Linked DNA regions of Arachis hypogaea: region 2 is linked to region 1. Evidence: chromatin contacts called from public Hi-C data. All regions are on one chromosome and are shown on one strand. The core of a region is the stretch at or near the end of the contact, and the rest is flanking DNA. Distances in the headings are between cores, read along the strand shown.

Region 1 (2,723 bases), core at 145-2,644:
ACTGATGAATACACTCAATGGTTCTCTGTCAGTGAACTTCACACCATATTTTTTGCTTCTTTTGATTTTCCCAGAGCAATGCACTAAGACAAGAAAACTCTCTTCATCACTTGCCATTGTGATAATGATCTCTTCAGCAGCTTGAATCTCACTCACATATATATTGAATTTCTCTCCTCATAAACCGTGGCAGCTAACAAGGGTTTATGCCTATTCAAAACCCTTCATAAACCGTTGCTGCTTACAAGGTTTTATGCACATTTATCTTCCTTGATAAACCGTAGTGGCCTGCAACGGTTTATGATCAATCTTTTTCACACGTAAACCGTGCCAGGTAGTAATGGTTTACATATAATTTTGAAACCGTGGTTAGCTCCACGAATTACATAATAATAAAAAAGGACATGCACGTAACCAGTTTGCAAATGTTTTAATCAAGTAAATCTTTCTCTGTTTTATTTTATATAAGTACATTGCCCTAAGTTTAATTCTTATATTAATGTCTATTATAGTATTTTTAAATTTTAAAAACTATTTTATCAGACGTATTTGTTGTGTATTTGTACTTGTTGAAAATTATTTTTATTTAATTTATCAAATCATAGATACTATAATTTTTAAACAAAATTATCTTTTAAAATTAACTTTTATAAACTACTTTAAAAAAGTAAAATTTTTACTAAACTAAGAATTTGTTTGGGTGAGCTTTTAAGAAAATATCTTTTTTCGAGTTATCTTTTTTTAAAAGATCTTATGAAAAAAGTAAAAGTAATTTTATGTTTGGATATCTCATACAAAAAGATCCTTTTATCTATCAATTATGTTTGGGTATAACAATATAAAAGTACTTTTATGTTTATTTATTATATGAAAAACATATTTTTTTAAGAGAAAAATATCTTTTAAAAAAAGATGTAAATTACAACTTCTCAAAAAAGATGTTTCTTTTTTAATTTTTCTAGTACTTTTATTTTTACGACTAGAAATTTACCAAATACGCTAAAAAATAAAAAAAATATTTTTTCATTGAAAAAAGATCTTTTTTTTATCAAAATAATAACGCCAGAACAAACGCTAAATTTAAATATGTGTCCAGAGTTTGTATCCATTTTATATATACAAAAACTTATTGATCATCGGTACATCAAATAAAATTTTGATCTGCAACAAATTATTGGTTGAACTATCGAATTTAGGAATACTAGAATAAAAAATTAATGCATCTAAACTTTTTCTTTTTTTAGGTATAGGAAATGCATCTAATTTTTTTTTTTTTTAATTTGGTCTTGAAATGCATCTAACTTGTAAACCCCTAATATATACCGACTAATTTAAACGAATTCAGCAACCCTAAAACAGGCCCATAAGGAGTCGGGTCGACCCTTTAAACCGAGAGGTCTCAAACTTGTGCCGCCGCTTCGTAACTTAACTAACGAGATCTTGGCTCATCGTTGGGGTTCAAATCTGCGCCAGATAAGCACAACAACGGGGACACAAACGGAATCTACTTCACAAATTCGAGGGCAATTACGTCAAAGTACCAAATTAGGTTCTACTATATATATCCCTCTAACCCTTATCACTCATTCTCACTTTGCTCCCATACACTCTTCTCTCTTACTTGCGGCTAGGGTTTTTCGCGCATCTAGCCCTTCCAAGGTTCGATCTCTCGTTCTCTCTTATTTACCTTCTTTGATTTGCGCTATTCTTGTTTCAGTGATGTGATGTGATTCTGCATGCGATAGGCAATTCTCGGTTTTCATGTTTCATGTTTTTTCTCACAAATCATGATTTTTCAATTGATTTATATGTTTCGCTATTTTTTTTTGTTATTTTTGTATTGTTTAGCTTCAGTTATTTTGTTTTAACGGATTTTGATTTCTGTCTTACTTATATTGAGGCTTTAAATGAATTGGCTTAGATTTATGACCTTGTTTAATTGAAAACGGTAGCGAAACACCTTTGAAAAATCATTTATATTTTACGTTTCGATTTTTTCCTGGTTATCTCTCTATAGATCTGTTGCGTTTTCTTTGAATAACATGTTTCTATCTTTTAAATCTATAGAGAACTAATTATGAGATCTTATTTTATTCGCCCGATCTGATGAAACTTTCTGTGTCTGCTTTATTTCTATTATTGTGTAGATATCGTGGTCTTAAATTTGTTTGAAGTTATTTCAAAGAGCATATTAGGATTTGTTTAGGTTTTTTCTGGTTTTGGTTTGTTTATCATGTGTTGAAGATTGTTCCGAATACACATCTCACGGATCTATTTTATTTGCAGATCTTTGTTCGGAATCATGGGTAAAGAGAAGACTCACATCAACATTGTGGTCATTGGCCACGTCGACTCAGGAAAGTCGACCACCACCGGTCACTTGATCTACAAGTTGGGAGGTATTGACAAGCGTGTGATCGAAAGATTCGAGAAGGAAGCTGCTGAGATGAACAAGAGGTCCTTCAAGTATGCCTGGGTGCTCGACAAGCTCAAGGCCGAGCGTGAAAGAGGTATCACCATCGATATTGCCTTGTGGAAGTTCGAGACCACCAAATACTACTGCACTGTCATTGATGCTCCCGGACACAGGGATTTCATCAAGAACATGATTACTGGAACTTCCCAGGCCGACTGTGCTGTTCTCATCATCGATTCCACCACTGGTGGTTTTGAAGCTGGTATCTCGAAGGATGGTCAGACCCGTGAGCACGCTCTCCTTGCTT
Region 2 (2,956 bases), core at 116-2,615, 130 kb before region 1:
AAGTAGTCCTTCAAATGAATGCAAGAAAACTCAAATGTAACAAACTTCTTAGAGCAAAGCAAAATGTATAATAATCCCCTTCAACCAATAATTGATGAACAAACTTCATCAATTGTTCATGCGACATGATCCAAATAGGATGGTAACAATGCAAGTCAATACCAGATATCCGCGGAAGGCTGTCTGAATCATGATTGCTGCTTCATCATCCTTCAGTTTTTCACGGCGACGAGGCGTCACAGTCTTGGGACGAGTAGCCTCAGCCGCGGCCGCGACAGCAGCACCTGCTGCGACAGCAGTAGCCAAGACCAAAGAGAAAGCCTGCTGGTTCGGCTCATTCTGACCTGCCACTCTTGCTTGTTTTGGTTCTTTCTTACGCGGAAGCGCCGGAACAACTACTATTCCCTGCGCTTCATTTCCGGCTTCATTGTGATCATGGTGTCCAAAACATCCTAATTTGGACTTACTATTGCTATGGCTATGGCCATGACTATGGGTTTTCTGTGGTTTTGTGTTCTTTTCCTGAAACAAAGACAAAACGGTTTCAATGAGAATTGAGAAACTAGAACCTTCCTTTGATTTCCAAACAAGATGAAGAGATTATTCAAACCTGGTCCTTTTTGTTTTCAGAACCAAAAACTTTCTTCACAGCAGAGAACCAACTCCCTTTCCTCCCCATCTCCAATTCCTTTAACTTTAAGAAAATGCAGAAGGAAAAATCATATTTTGATTAACATAGAAAGGACCAAGTTCAATCAATTAAAGGAAACCAAAGCGAATTCGGAAAAAGAAGCTTGTGTTGAAAGTAATTAAATTCAACCACGTTACAAAACCATGTAATACTTACCAAATAAAATCTAATGCAGATTGAATTCAATTCCAAGCAAAAATGTTATAAGGAAACAGAAATATGATTAGAAAATGGAAACAAATTATGAAAGAAGAACAACCGATGACATGCATTCATCCATTTCAGTAATTCAATGAACAAATATGAAATGTGGGAGGAACCCAGATAACAGATTTCAAAAAGCCATCAAACCCAGGTCAAAATTTCCAATTTTGAACAATAAAACCAAAGCAATGAAGCAAATTTTGGAAGTAATAATAATCATAACAAAAATAATAACACAATGAACAAATAAATGGGGAATTAAGAACCCACATAGCATATAATAATCCAATGGAAAAACCTTGAAACTAAATTGAAGGTATAGATGGAAAAAGAACACACCTTTGCATGAGAATCAGAGAGATGTCTCTGCAAAATGAAGGTGAAGATAAAGAAAGGACAAAAAGGGAGGGAAGGAAAGAAAGGAAAAAGAGAGAAAGAAAGAAAGTTTCAACAAATGGAAGAAAGAAACCTATTTTACGTTAATAAACACGAATAATTACAAGCCAGGATTTGGTGTTAGGATCCCATTGTGCCCAATTGTGACTACTAATTTTAACCTTGATTATTTTCTCAATTTTAAATAATAAAAGTTAACAGATTCTTCCAAAACAGATGGACAGAAAATCATAATGTAACTAAATTAACAGTTTCCTAAGTTGTCATTTTCTTGGTTCGTACAACTTTGGCTTCTTTTCAAAACCAGTTACTTAGAAAATCTAACAGACATTGTTTGCAACTCAGCCTAATCTTTGTTAAAGACTTGTTATATCTAATTAACTAATTAGAACATATAATTAGAAGACAATGTTATAAAATAAGAATTTAAATTTTATATGTAGACAGTGTAAAATATTTTATATTGTCCAATTTATATTTTTTTTAGATAATTATTTATATATAATCAATGTAAAGTGTAGATGATATTTTATAATTGGATATACATATAAAATTATTTTATATTATTAGTATATTGAAATTAAATTTATTAAAATAATAGTATCAAAATTAACTAATTAGAACATATATTGTATCAAAATTAATTTTTAAAATATAGATGGACTAGTCAACAGAAATATTTAAAAAAAAATAGTGGGTGAAGTTTTTTGGTTAAGCATTTAAAGTTTAGACAAATAAAAACGTTTTTCTTAAATGTCAATGGAAATCACTTTAATTTTATAATATTATTTCACCAAAAGTAAAGTCTTTAATGGATCAAAATTTAGACGGCCAGAACAGTGTTTTGATCATGATAACAGCATAATATATTAAGGGAAAAATTATAATGGGTCATTGATCTAAAAGAGTATAAGCTGGAAAATAATTTGCAAGTATTCTAATAAAAGTAATATGAAAATAATAGTCAAATCTCATGGACATTTACAATTATACATAACGTATTCACACACGACAACACAGGTATAAATATATGTATACGTATATGATGTATCCATAAACTAAATATAATGAACATCTTGCTCAAATGTCACTTCTGAAAATCATATGCATAAACCTGCAAATTGATCAGTATAGTTTAAGCATTTTGTTGCCCGGTATCATTCATCATAACATATATTAATTTAATTATTTGAATTAAATATATTAAATTATTTAACAATTTTCTGTTATATATAATTTTTATATAAAGATACTTTTAAGCAATCACTATTTATATATATATCTTTTTTCCAACAAACAAATGCTATCTACCCTTCCCTCGGCTACCTTGATTTTTGGCTTATATATACGTGTAGATAATTAATATTTTAATATTGTTATCAAATTTGGCCACTTATTAGCAAGGTAGAGAAAATTGAGATTTTACGTGAAATCGAACAAGTAAATAAAAAACGTAAAACGTAAAATCTTAACAAGATTTAAATTGTAAAATCGTCAGACATAGTACAAATTTCGTAAAATCGATAAACTCATTTAAAATCGTAATATCGAAAGATTTTAAGAGTTAAATCGAGATTCTAGCTACTATGCTTATTAGGCTAGCCATTCTCTTTAATTAATTTGAAGTTTGAAGCACGTGTCTTTTTTTTAAAGATAAATTCTTAA

The links. Hi-C and Micro-C count contacts between places; a contact is called where the count stands out from the background.
Region 2: a contact with region 1 is called in a Hi-C map of leaf, with 3 times the contacts expected there. The contact joins the promoter of LOC112779636 here to the promoter of LOC112775674 in region 1. A contact is called at or near these places in 2 of 8 Hi-C or Micro-C datasets (both in leaf).

The regions. Positions count from the first base shown.
Region 1 is chr19:148,041,012-148,043,734 of arahy.Tifrunner.gnm2.J5K5, reverse strand. LOC112775674 (elongation factor 1-alpha) reads left to right here and starts at 1,394. Exons shown (of 3, transcript XM_025819478.3): 1 at 1,394-1,659; 2 at 2,287-2,723. The coding sequence starts at 2,303.
Region 2 is chr19:148,171,066-148,174,021 of arahy.Tifrunner.gnm2.J5K5, reverse strand. It overlaps LOC112779636 (protein IQ-DOMAIN 3), which reads right to left and starts at 1,365. Exons shown (of 6, transcript XM_025823968.3): 1 at 1,235-1,365; 2 at 611-694; 3 at 163-522. The coding sequence starts at 679.